Linked DNA regions of Mus musculus: region 2 is linked to region 1. Evidence: chromatin contacts called from public Hi-C data. All regions are on one chromosome and are shown on one strand. The core of a region is the stretch at or near the end of the contact, and the rest is flanking DNA. Distances in the headings are between cores, read along the strand shown.

What was found. A called contact is a pair of places that touch in the nucleus more often than the background predicts.
Region 2: a Hi-C map of muscle stem cells shows a contact between it and region 1, with 2.1 times the contacts expected there. The contact joins the promoter of Dync2li1 here to the enhancer-like site in region 1. A contact is called at or near these places in 7 of 39 promoter capture datasets (the 3T3-L1 cell line, 3T3-L1-derived adipocytes, the HPC-7 cell line and 4 more), 5 of 484 Hi-C or Micro-C datasets (hematopoietic stem and progenitor cells, muscle stem cells, myocytes and 1 more), 3 of 115 datasets of contacts at active chromatin or transcription factors (embryonic fibroblasts and embryonic stem cells) and 3 of 9 other capture datasets (adipose tissue, liver and macrophages).

The regions. Positions count from the first base shown.
Region 1 is chr17:84,574,556-84,581,252 of GRCm38.p6, forward strand. Plekhh2 (pleckstrin homology domain containing, family H (with MyTH4 domain) member 2) reads left to right here. Exons shown (of 30, transcript NM_177606.4): 12 at 376-512; 13 at 612-722; 14 at 1,162-1,248; 15 at 2,603-2,761. Among named protein-coding and RNA genes, the nearest start is that of 4930500A05Rik, 25 kb to the left of the region's middle. Within about 2 kb of position 2,521, at least 10 of the 459 cell types and tissues checked have an H3K27ac peak or open chromatin away from gene starts, as enhancers often do. A contact at or near this core is called in muscle stem cells and nephron progenitors, where this site is marked.
Region 2 is chr17:84,624,189-84,630,975 of GRCm38.p6, forward strand. Dync2li1 (dynein cytoplasmic 2 light intermediate chain 1) reads left to right here and starts at 2,287. Exons shown (of 13, transcript NM_172256.2): 1 at 2,287-2,388; 2 at 4,097-4,214. The coding sequence starts at 2,381. Gm26066 (a small nuclear RNA gene) reads left to right here and starts at 218; the gene lies at 218-322.

The DNA.
Region 1 (6,697 bases), core at 1,271-3,770:
GTTTTCAAAGCCAGTGAGCTGGTTAATAGTTTACTAGACTCTCATAGAGAACTCTATTGAGCTCAACATCTGTTTGCCTATGTAACAATATACAAATACACATATTTTATGTCTTTTAATACGGCGCACTAGTGAACTTGGATGATATTTGATATATGTGAGAAAACTCACGGTTCCAATCATACCAAAATATTATTTATGTTCTTTTGACTTCCATGGAAATTTTGAAAGTTCTCCATGACGGGAAGAATGGGAGTAAATCTTGTAAAGGTGGTTTAGGATGTAGGAGCTGGTTGCTGTCCGCAGGAGAACTTACTAGCTGTTGGCCAGCGCCAGCAGGAAATCGTGACTCAATTTCTATCTTTGTTTTCCTAGGCGTGTCTGACTCCTCCGCAGCTTCTGAAAGTGACTATGCCATTCCTCCGGATGCCTATCCCATAGACGCAGAGTGTTCGCAGCCCGAGCAGAAACTTCTAAAAACCTGCCTGGCCTCCTGTGACAATGGGAAAAATGTAAACGAGCAATCAGACTCTGAAAAAAAAAATGAATCTGTTAGTTTGACTTGCCAGAAGTAAACAAAATCCCATTGTCAAATGTTTTCTCTTCATTAGGAACCATTAGAAAAATCTGGGTACCTACTGAAAATGAGCGTGAGAGTCAAGACTTGGAAGCGGAGGTGGTTTGTTCTGAAAGGAGGCGAATTACTTTACTACAAGTCACCAGTGAGTGGGCAGTGCTCGCTGTTGGGAGTGCTCCTGTTGGCAGTGCTCCCGTTAGGGCCTGAGTTCCTCACACTGTAAAACAGACTCACAACTGGGCTTTTTTTTTTTCTCTCTGTGTGATAAAAAAATAATAATTGTGGAGCCTGGAGAGATGGTTCAGCATTGGCTGTTCCTGCAGAGCATCCTGGTTCCTGCAGAGCCCAACACTGACATGGAGGGCTCATGACCATCGTAACTCCAGTCCAAAGGGATCTGACAGCCCCTCTGGGTGGTACAGCCACTGCATGCTCGTGAAGTGTAGACATACATGCCAGCAAGACATGCATACACATGAAATAAAAATGCAGGTTAAAAATCAATAATAGATTAAGGACACAAAACATTTCCTGTAGTTGCTGTTATAGCTGCTACTCTCTCTATTTTTGCTCCTTTTGCACAGAGCGATGTGATTCGGAAACCCCAGGGCCACATTGAACTGAGTGCATCCTGCAGTATTTTACGGGGCGATAACAAGCAAACGGTTCAGGTACACATCACTTCAATTCATTATTCTTTGCTTTAGTACCATTTTTTAAAAAAACAGTTCTCAGTTGAGATTAGATTGTTTGGTACATTTTATTAGTTTTAGAATTAGTTTGTAATAATCCAATCTTTTTTTTAGCTAACTCTGTACTTCAAACTAAGTACGGGTATTTCCCACTACTGCCCTGTGCCTTTTCTCCCTGAGTTTTTATTTAATCTCCTGAGCATTTCCAGCTCTCAAAATATCAGGCTGTCAGGGGAGGTTTATCCAGTAAATGAATTTCTGAGGTGTTTGTAACATAATATTGAATTCAGGAACCCTTGTATAGAATCGGACAGTGACAATTAGTTCTCCCATGAACCTCAAAGAGGGAAAGCTATTGTTGACCAGAGGCACAGTTCTGCCAAGTGTTATCAAAGATGGCTGATTCTCATCTCACCCAAACATAAGTCTGCTAAATTTAAATCAGGCTCTGAGATATTCTAAATTCAGACACTTTGCTTCTGACATGTTTCAATAACATTTGTTTGTGGTGGTGGGATTATTTTGTTTGTCTTTTTCTAAGTAGCCCTGGCAGTCCTGGAACTCACTTTCTAGACCAGGCTGGCCACAAACTTAGATCTGCCTGCTTCTGCCTCAAGTGCTGAGATTAAAGTTTGTGCGCCCCCACTGCTGGCCATCCACTGTATTATATTATTATCGTTAATCAGTATTATCATATCATCATCATTATGACTTTGTCTTGCTCCTGTGGAGGGTAAAAATTTGTCTAGAAAGGTTCCATGGTTGATGCTGTCATTGAACCGGGGATGCCTGAGTTTAAATGGATGAATCAGAGAAAGCTCTGTTGTAGAGCATGACTGTAAAGAATTGATTGGAAAGCCCTGAAATTTTGGGGGAAATTGGCAACACAGTTAATTTGAGACTGGAATGCTGTGAGTTCGTGGAAAAGGGTCACGTGCAGCCGCAGGAGTTGGTGTAGAATTCTTCTCATTTGTTTATGGTTCGTTGCGTCACTTCTCTCCATGAACATCCCCTCTTGCACTGTTAACTGTGCGTGAGTTCACCGTCACCTTTAACCTTCCTGTTCAACAGCCTAGAGCTTGTCACACAGAGGGGAGAGAAAGAACATGTGACAATTACAGATATAAAACCACAACCCTAGATTTAACAGTATGAAGTGTGTCAGACCCACGTGAGAAGGACTCAGTGGCCGACATTCTCAGACAGTGGCTAAAGGATTCTCCATTTCCTTGAAACCAGACACTAGGTGAACCATGTGCACTTCCCTGTCAGTAGCGATGCTTGACTGGACAGGACTAAGTCATCATGACTGCCTCTCTGTATCCCCTTCCAGCTGGCCACAGAGAAGCACACATACTATCTGACGGCGGATTCTCCCAATATACTGGAAGAATGGATCAAAGTGTTACAGAGCGTTCTGCGAGTACAAGCTGCGAACCCTCTTTGCCTGCAGCCTGAGGGCAAACCCGCAGTAAAGGGCTTGCTCACCAAGGTAGGACCCTTGTCCTCGGCAGCATCCTAGGCTGCTGCTTTGGTGAGTGCGATGCATCATGAATGGTGAAGCTCAGATAGTAAATCTATATCTAATATTCTGTTTGGGGGTAAGATAGCTCAAAGTGCTTTCTGCCAAGCCTGAAGGTCTGAATGTGTGTGTGTGAGTGAGTGAGAGAGAGAGAGAGAGAGAGAGAGAGAGAGAGAGAGAGAGAGAGAGAATTTGTGCATGAGAGACTTCACAATACATCATGACATACTCCTATTGCACTAAGTACTTACATGTGGGAGATGGTTCTCATCTTTAACCTGAGGGTTCTGAGGTTAAGTGCAGACCACTAGACATGGTGTTAAGCACCCACCAGCCCTGAGCTTGTTCTGTGAGACAAAGGTTTATCAACAAGGCTAGCTGGTCAGAGTCCTGAGGGATCAATCCTCTTCCACACAAGGGGATTAAAAGCACACACCACAGTGCCTGGCTTTTTCTCTGGGTGCTGGAATAAACTCAGGTCCTGATATTTAATAGTATGCACTTCACCTTCTGAGCATGCCTCCCCCAGCCCAAATATCAAATATTTTAAAAACACATCCATTTGGGGGTTGGTGAGATGCTAGCTCAGCAGATAAAGGCACCCAGGCCACGCCTCGGATGTAGTCTCTGGTATGAAGAGGACAGTTCTCACACACTGTCCTCTGACTCCACACATGTAGTGTAGCTTGTGCTTATCCATTGGGATGGATGGATAGATAGATAGATAGATAGATAGATGATAGATGTGATTTTAAGCATGTATAAAGCATTTTTAAACATTCCATCTGAGTCCTCTCTGTTGGAAGAATCTGTCTTCAGAAGTTTTCATTTGCAGGAGACTATAGGGACTTACAAAGGATGGAGTCCATATTCATTCAAATGTTTAAAACATCCTGTTGGTCACTTTTGAGAATGCATAGTAAAACATTCATAGTGATGTGCTTGAGTCCTGTTATGTTAAGAGGTGAAAACTGTATATCTACTACTCTGTCACTTGTATCTAATGATAACATGGGTAACACACTCAGCACCAAAAGTAAGAATTCACCAGTGTATTCAACAGGGACACGTGCTAGGGGTGTGTGTGTGTGTGTGTGTGTGTGTGTGTGTATGGTGAATGTGTGTGTGTGTGTGTGTGTGTATGGTGAATGTGTGTGTGTGTCTATGTCTATGTGTGTGTGTGTCTATGTCTATGTTTATGACTATGTCTATGTATATGTAAGTGTGTGCATGTGAATGTGTGCGTGTGAGAGTGCGGTGTATGCGTGAATATGTGTATGTGTGTGAGCTGCGTGTATGTATAAGTTAGAAGTTCAGGTCAAGTGTCTTCAAGTGCTGTCCACCTAGCTTTGTTTGTTTCTCTTACTGAGCCTGGAGCTGACAGGAGCTTAGACTGGCTGGCTTAGCAGGCTTTGGGGTGTTCCTGTGTCTGCACCCCTAGCACTGGGGTTTACATGGGTTCGAGGAGTCCTTCATCAGGGTCAGACAAGTGCAGCAAACACCTTTACTCAGTAAGTCACCTCTCCAGCCCATGCCTGCGTTTTAAATGAGCTTAAACAATGGAGTTAAATAACTCAGCCATTTGTGCTTGTGGGCAGGATGCGAAGATTTCTCTCCTGATGCTTAGGATTGTTTTTGTCAGGCAGGGTCTCACTATGTGGCCCTGGGGGGGCCTGTAACTCACTATGTAGACTGGCTGGCCTTAAACTCACAGAGATCCATCCACCTCTGTGTGCGCAGAATAGAGGTATGAGAGAGAGAGAGAGAGAGAGAGAGAGAGAGATGCCACTTTGGCACCTGATAATATTTTTACTAAGAATAAAACATAACAATTAAATATTACTAATACTATGCATATTGTGAAGACATTTATGAAGAACTTGACTGATTTAATTCTGGATCTTGTCCTTCAAAAGTTTCTTTAAAATCAGAGTCCTCCGGGGGGACATGGACACATGGATGCTGTTAACAGCTTGCTCACTGAGGAAGATGAATTTGTGGGAGGCATGATAGAGCCTAAGAATAGCTGAAGCCACGGCTCTCGTACACATGAGGCTCTAAACTATTATGGGAAACAAAACAGGAAGTCGAATTTAAGTGGTGGCCATCAGTAAGAGCAGCCTGGACTGGGGTTAGGAAGTGGACAGGATTTTATAAGTATCCAGATGAAGGGTGGGACTAGGTAAGAACGCTCGTGAGGAAGGAGCAACGTTCAGGAGATGGGCAGGCGGATTGGGGACATACTGATGCTTTGGGTCCCAGAAGGACACCTAACCCAAGGAGCAGCACAGGCTAGCAAGGTGGCTCAATCCAGCCGGCAACCTGAGCTCAATTTCTGGAGACATTACCTCACACAGTTATCCTGTAACCTCCTGGTGAACGGCATAGCACTGTGTGTTCAGGAGGAGAAAGCTGGCGAGACAGGAGGGCTTGAGGACTTGGCATTATTTAAGTGACTGTTAGCAATGAAGATAAGAGAAAGCACCCAAAAAGGACATACTGTAGGTATTGAGCGTAGGGAATGGAGAATGGAACGCTATAAAACGGAAGGCATGTAGGGGCACGGGTGAAAAGTCCAAGAGATCAAGAAAACCGAGGGGTGGAACCCTTGGGCAGGAGTTGGGTCATGCCTGACATGCTCTGGGAGGACAGCACATTGCGGAGGGATGGAGGGGAACTGGGAGGCCAGTGTAGCATGCGAGTTTATAGACTGTCTAGACTCTCCAGTACTTCAGAAGGCATCCAGCTGGGGGACGTGGAGTCAGAGGAGAATGGGAAAGACATGTGCCTGGATTTACAGGCTGAAGGAAGACGCCAGGAGACCTGGGAGATTCAGATCCAGAAGTGAGTGGGTGAGAGTCGGGGTAGGGCACAGTGGAAGGATGTGAGGAGGGCTGCAGACGAACATCTGCATTGGAGGGACATGGAATGACGTCACTTCTAATGTCCTTGGTTTTCTTGGTCTCCCTAAGACAAAAGTCTTTGCTAAAAGTGGGAAAGGGGTTGGCTGTGGTCACTAGAAATGTGGTGTAGCCTGAGACACGTGGGACTTTACATGCATGGCTGAGGCCTCACTGAACTGTAATGGTTGCAGTTCATGTCAGTAATTTGTCTCTGGTGTCTCCAGTCAGTGCACATGTGGGAGGCAGAGATGTTAGAGTGTGGGGTCAGGAGCATCTTATGTAAATTTTAAATATGAAATAGATTTGGAAGAATTTCTACAGCAAACACCCATATTTCCATCACCTGGATTCTAGAATTGATTTTTTTTAACGTGCTTTACTGCCTGCGTGTCGAGGTGGTGGTGTGAAGTGTGCGGTTTTTATTATAAAATTTCAAACATACAAAAGTAAAGGCTGTACAGTCCCCTCACCATCTGTCGCGACAGTCATCAGCCATGGCTAAAACTGTTTCCGGATACCCGCCCACCAGGGGTTCTCCTTCTCATGCCCTCCCCTGGGCTAGGCAAAGGCCTGCAGAGGTGAGGTCTGCAGAATGGATTTGTTAGGAGCTTATGAGTGCAGTTGGGTCACGGCCCTGGAGCAGGGATTGTCTTATGATCAAATCGCAGGTCGGCAGAGAAGGAGGAGAGACCAGGCAGGAATGAGACACTGGAGACGTTCAGATGGGGGGAAGGGGGCCTGGGATGGGAAGAAGGTCAAAGAACAGTGATGGTGTGAATGAGAGGGCCAGGGAGTGGGAGGCAGTGGCGGTCAGCGGCTGCAGGGTGTAAGTTACAGAATCCTTTCCCCGTGGAGAAGAAAGACGTAGGGTGTGAAGACAAGGGCTGGGTGGGCAGTGTGAGAAATGACAGAGTTTACTGGAGATGGAAAGCTGAAGAGACTCTTGGACTGAGACAAGGGGGGAAAGCTGGTGAGCCACACTGCCTAGGCACGACCTGTGTGA
Region 2 (6,787 bases), core at 1,037-3,536, 49 kb after region 1:
TTCTTTGTTCAACTATGAAACCTCAGTGCAATTAAAGGAGGAAGACAAAACTCAGCTGCCCAATCAGATCAACTGAGTCCACCTTGAGTTCATGCAGATGACCAGGGCTCAGACAGATAACCCTTGATCAGTGGTTCTCAACCTTCCTGTTCCGTGCCCCCCTTTAATACAGCTCCTCATGTTGTGGTGACCCCTACATAAAATTATTTCATCGCATGCTTGCTTCGGAGGTGCATATCCTAAAATACGAATGATACAGGGAAGGTTAGCATGGCCCATGCACAAGGATGATGTGAAACTTCGTGAAACATTCCATATTTTTCTGTGTCCAGTCCTGCAGTGACTTGATGCACCGGGGTGGTCTGGTACCCAAGGGGGCCTTGCTGTACCCAGAAGAGAAAGGGAAGGATGGAGGGAGGGAGGAGTGGGGGGGGGGCACTGAGAGGAGAGGGGCAGCTGGGATCCGGATGTAAAGTGAATAAATGGAAAAAAATTATTTTGTTGCTACTTCATAACTGACTTTGCATCTGTTATGAACCATGATGTGAATGTCTGGTATGCAGGATATCTGACATGTGACTCCTGTGAAAGGGCCGTTTGACCTCCCACAGGAGTCACGACCCACAGGTTGAGAAGCACTGCCCTTGATCTTTCCCGTTTACCAAACTCCCTCCTCCAACCGTCTCTCCTGGTTAACCAAAACAGTTACAGCCTTGAAGAGGTACCTGGCAAGTCGTGCCTAGGAAATGACATTAGCCACCGTAACTGTTATCACAATGGTTGTTAATACCTACCTGACTTCCTAAACAGCATGCTAAACCCAGGAACAGATTGTAAACCCAGAATCCCAAGTCATTACAGTAACAGGAGTTCACAGGCCACCGGCTGGCTAGCACCAGAGCGCAGAGGGCAATGAGTGAGGAGTGTTCGGCTGTCTTTGAAAACGTCCTTCCTCCACTGAACACCTTCGCCTCAGACCTTCTGACCTGACTCTTTCCTACACTTTGCTTCATTTCCAGGAATATACTCCTTCTGTCTCTACATTCAAATCTGCCAATAGGGCTGAGGTGGTAACTCGTGGTGCAAGGCACCTGCCTGGCTTGCAGGAGACCTTGGATTCATTCAACCTTCTGCATGCTAGGAACTGAATCTCAGCTCATCTTATTCCAAACCCCAATGTTCTTATACGTCCCACCATAGAAACTGAACCCAAAGGCTTGGAGAGAATTTCCTTCAGACATTCAGGGATCTGGGACCTGGGTCTATTCAACATTCAGAACAGGTCAAATAGCAAGCCTGTCATGAATGCTTTGTCAACTGCTTCAGCTGTGGTCACTTTGTACCTTTCCTACAATAGCTTGCTTTCCCTGAGTTATGATTACAATTAGCTGTGTCCATCTATTTTAAAAGGGTTTGTATCTCATGTCTTACTCTGTATTGCCCAGAGCAATACTCTATATAAGTTTGTGGGGATTCCTGCCTATGTATAAAGAGCCCACAAAGTTCAAACAAATATAAGCCCTCCTGCATAAAACAAATTAAGTATGTAGGAGAACACATACTTCATTGACTTATTAATAAATCCACTGCTTCATAAAACATCATACATCCAAATGTTCAGAAAACTGGACAAAGCTGGGCAGTGGTGGTACATGCCTTTAATCCCAGCACTTGGAAGGCAGAGGCAGGCAGATTTCTGAGTTCGAGGCCAGCCTGGTCTACAGAGTGAGCTCCAGAACAGCCAGGGCTACACAGAGAAACCCTGTCGAAGAAGAAGAAGAAGAAGAAGAAGAAGAAGAAGAAGAAGAAGAAGAAGGGGGAGGGGGAGGGGGAGGGGGAGGGGGAAGAAGAAGAAGGAGGAGGAGGAGGAGGAGGAGGAGGAGGAGGAGGAGAAAACTGGGCAAAAAGTTTGCACACCTTGTTCCTTGTTTTGATTTTAACAGTTGAAATTTTTTCCTCCTATGTTTTATTAGGTAACTGCCCAACATTGTTTCAGCTTCCAAATCATGGCACTAGAGGAAAAAAGTAACGATAAGAGAGCAGAGGCTCCTGGCATGCAGTCTGCACTCCGTATAACTAAAAACAAAAACAAAAACAAACAAAACCTTCAAGCCCCCAACATTTTCATTCCAGATGCACAAGCATGCTCACCATATCATCTGGCATCCTAGGGCTTGATGCTGAATACGGAGAAGTAAGCCGAAGGTGGAGAACTACACTTCCCATGAGGCTGCTCTTTGGGACGCAACCTCGGCCGTGACGTCGTTGCCATGGCAACCGAGGAGCCTGCATTCTCTGGCCCAACTAGGTGTTTGCAGCCTGCCTGGGTCAGGGTTGTTCCTCACGCGGAGCCCAGGAACTCTGGGGCGGCGCAGCCACCATGCCCAGGTATTGCTGAACCGGCCTGCGGGGCTCTCACGACCTGCCCTCTTTCCCACCAGAATAGGGAAGGGATACGGAAGGTTGGAGCAGAGGTACCCAGCCCTGGCGCTGTGGGCGATGCGGAGCTGGTCGGAGCAGTAGTACCTCGCTGTCACCACCCTCCATCCCTATCCCACCCTCCTACTCAACCCCCTCAACCCCTCCCTCCCTCCCCGCTCCCCGCCCCCCCCCGACCTATAACTTGAGGATTCTGTCACAAACTAGAAAAAAAAGCGACTTGAAAAGATCTTCAACTCCATCCATTCGCTGATTGCAGTGAAGTGTTTCAGATAGCCACATGCTGTTGCGGGCCAGGGCATGGTGGTGAACCAGACCACAGAGCCTTCTCCCCAGGGGCCCCTGCCTGGTGTCACAGGGCTTCTGTACCTTGGAGGAAAGTGTAACATCTCCTTGAAGGCGCAGAGTTGGGGGTCTTGATGGCTTATGAAATACACTTGAACATTTATCTCTACCAGGTTCCTTTAAAGTACCCGAACCTCCCTCCGAATGGCCTACAAAGATGTCAGGGAGAGGGCCAAGGGTCCACCAGGGCGCAGTATGATCCACTTTGTGGATCAGAGGCACAAGCTGCGGTAGAGTTTATGAAGTTCCGGGCTGGAATTGAGTCAGCTTAGGTTACTGTAGTGAAACTGTGAGTGCGGGGGTTTTGTTTCTTTGTTTGGGTTTTGGCAGATTGAAGAACCCTTTCCTTTCCCTGGGTACTTGAGAAACAGAGAACCATATTTTGGGGGACTGGTGTGTAAACAGAGCAAGCAGAATCCTCGGCCTGTGAAATAAGAGTTCAGATCATTCGGGATTTCGATTTTGACTTTGTCTTCCTGTTTTGACATTTTAAAACACTCCCGTTTTGTTTGTGGGGTTCTGGGAATTGAGCAGGCACGGTAACGGCTTAGACTTTATCACCAGCCCTGATTCAGGTTCTAGTCTGGTAATAATTATAGGCCATCAATAGCTTTTGTGGTTTAAAACTAAATGAACAGTGACAATGTAACAATCACTGTGGCCCCCAAAGCAGATATTCTTTTTTTTTTTTATTGACATTTCAGAGACAATAGATTTGAACTAGAGGATTAGCATAGAGGCTTGCATGCATTAGTTGCTCAACAAATACTTGGTGAGGGCTGGAAGATGGCCCAGTGCATAAAGTCCTTGATGTTCAAGCATGAGGACCTGAGCTGGTAAACCTAAGGTGCGGGACCCATGTCTGTAAACTCGGGACTTAGGAGGAGGGGTGGAGACAGGCGGGTCCCTAGAGCTTGAGGACAGCTAGCCTACCCCAAGAGGGCAAATAGGCATGCTGTCATTCTCTTTGCTCTTGGCTGTGGGTGTGACTGTCTGGCTGAGGCAAACTGCTGTGGCCTTAACCTACCGACGCACCGTGACTCCTGGATATATGAGGAAAATAAATCCTTGCCTTGTTGCGGTGTTTGCTCACAGCAGAGGAATGGATGCTAGGGCGCTCTGTCAGTACTCTTCACGAGCCGTTTCCAAGTGAAGATAGTTAGAAAAAAAGTCCTCTAGTGTTTTACCTAGCTATTGACTATCAAGAAATAGTATTTTTATAAATCTTACTGAAATAAAATTTCTCTGCGGGAGATAAATATCTCTAAGGATTCCTTTTGTTTCTGTGCCATTTGTCTTTCTACTTATGCAGTGAAACTCTCTGGGAAATCGCAAAAGCTGAGGTAGAGAAACGGAGAAGTCATGGGAGCGAAGGGGACGGAGCTGAAATCGGAGAAAAATCTGTTTTCTTCATTGGCAGTAAAAACGGGGTAATGCTTTTAATAGTTTTCAGTCTTCACAATGTAGCGATTGCCTTAATATATTGATAAAATTTACATATTCTAAACTCTTTAATCAAATGTCCACCCTGATTTAGCATAAACTAGAAAGGGCTTATCGTTGATCGGGGGTAAGTTATAATCGTGAACAGAATGTCTGGAAGACTTTCAACTATTTTTATGTCATAATTTGACACAGTTGTGCCTTCTGCTTTGATTGCATAGAAAGGCCAGGGTCCTCTGAGTCAGCCCCTCAGTAAGTCAGTCTCTTAATGGCTGTCACACTGCGGACTCAGTGACTTCACTTTTAGGAATCTGTAGGAAGGATGACTGACTTGTGTTAGTGATGTTATGAGAGACTTAGTCGTCGTCGTGAGAGGTGTGAGGAGAATGAAATGGCACTCCGCATCCTCTGTGAGGTCAATTGAGTGCATGGAAAACGTGGGATGTGGACACCCAGCAAGAGTGGGTGTGTCATGCCCATGCACAGAATTCCTGCGTGTGAGGAGGGGCTGCTAGCAACATTGTCCACAAAGGATCAAGGCTTGTGAGCCTCCAGACGCTACAGCCTGTGTAGCATCGGGCTGGCTTCTCTTTGGGGTTAAAGTTACTATTCATTCTCTGACCGTCTTGCTTACACATGAGGCCACTGACAGGCAGCTTACAGAAACTAAGTTCTGAACCGGTGAGGCTGCCTGAGAAAACCTCTTTGTTTCAGCACCTCCTCAGAATTGTCTCCAGAACACCAGACATCCCCATTTGGGGTTTTCATCTTCATTGTTATTAAAAATGATATTTACTGGTATAAATGATTATATAACAAGAGACGAGTTGGAGTGGAGAAATGGCTGAAGAACTCCGGCTACTCTTCCAGAGGACCTGGGGTTGAGTTCCAGCATCCACATGGCAGCTTATAACTAGCTGTTTCTCCAGTCTCAAGGGATCAGAAGCCCTCTTGTGCTCTCCTCAGGCACCAAGCATACATGTGCACATACACATATAGGCAAAACTCCCATACACATAAAAATAAATAAATAAATAAATAAATAAGAGATTAAAAAAGTAAAAATATGTGTTTAATTCACTAATGTGAATTAAAATAAGCAGGGTGAAAATTTTATATATAACCTGTTCTGTTGTATTAATGTGTTATATACTAATTAGTATTTAAAAGATAATTTATGGATGGTAAATGTTAAATCATTGTATTTTCATTTTATTTTTAATTTCTGTTCTCTCCAAATTTCTTATTGGCTCATTCACTGCAGTTTTTAATTTAAATCTTGCACACACAAGCATACATGTCACAACACACAGACACATATATGTCACAACACACACAAGCATACATGTCACAACACACAGACACATATAAGTCACAACACACACAAGCATACATGTCACAACACACAGACACATATAAGTCACAACACACACAAGCATACATGTCATTCTTGCGCACGCCCGTCTCGCCAGCAAGAACGACGTGCAACAGGATCCTTCTGCACACATTTATTGGGAGAACTTGATTGCAGAGGCGAAAAGACCCCAAGCCCAGAACTGGTGCTGCTTATATAGGCCTAGGAGAGGCGTGTCTCACACCCGGATTGGTTATGCACTATACCTCATTTGCATGTTCCTCATCTGATTGGTTACTCTCTCTCAGTACCTCACAGAACCTCATTAACATACCTCATTTGCATGTCTCACATCTGATTGGTTATACTCTCAGAACCTTATTATCATAGCTCATTTGCATGTCTCACATCAGATTGGTTATACTCTCAGAACCCCATTATCATGCCCGGGCCAGGCAGTGTCTTGGCAAAAAACTTTACTGCATATGTACACATTGGTTGTTTGTCCAAACTTATGCGTGGTGGCCAGCAGTAGCCAGCGCCACTCTGCAACAGCACATGTGGCTTCTCACATGTCATAACACACACAAGCATACATGTCACAACACACACAAGCATATATGTCACAACACACACAAGCATATATGTCACAACACACACAAGCATATATGTCACAACACACACAAGCATATATGTCACAACTCACACAAGCATATATGTCACAATACACACAAGCATACATGTCACAACACACACAAGCATACATGTCACAACACACAGACACATAAATAAAATTCTCATAGGAATTATTTATCTTCACAGTTTTTAACCCAACATGCTACATGAGTTTGCTATTGTGAGTAGAATCATTTTCTTTCTTTGTAATATTTTTTTAATTTAAAAACTGTTTTGTTTTGTTTTGGTTTTTTTGGAGACTGCCTCCACTACATGTAGCCTAAGCTAGACATGAACATGTTTCAACTTCCCAGGGGCTGTAATTACTACACCAGTGGGTATAGAACTTGAGCCGTTTTCTGTTAGGGGCAGACATGGTTGTATGTTTTATAGTATTGTGAAAAGGTCATTTGATCTTATCGTATTGCACATATACTCTGGAGTGGTTTATTACTAGCCTTTTGGTAAAAATTATAGCCTATTTAGGAGAGAGACAGAAAAAAAGACAGAGACAGAGAGAGATTGTCTCTT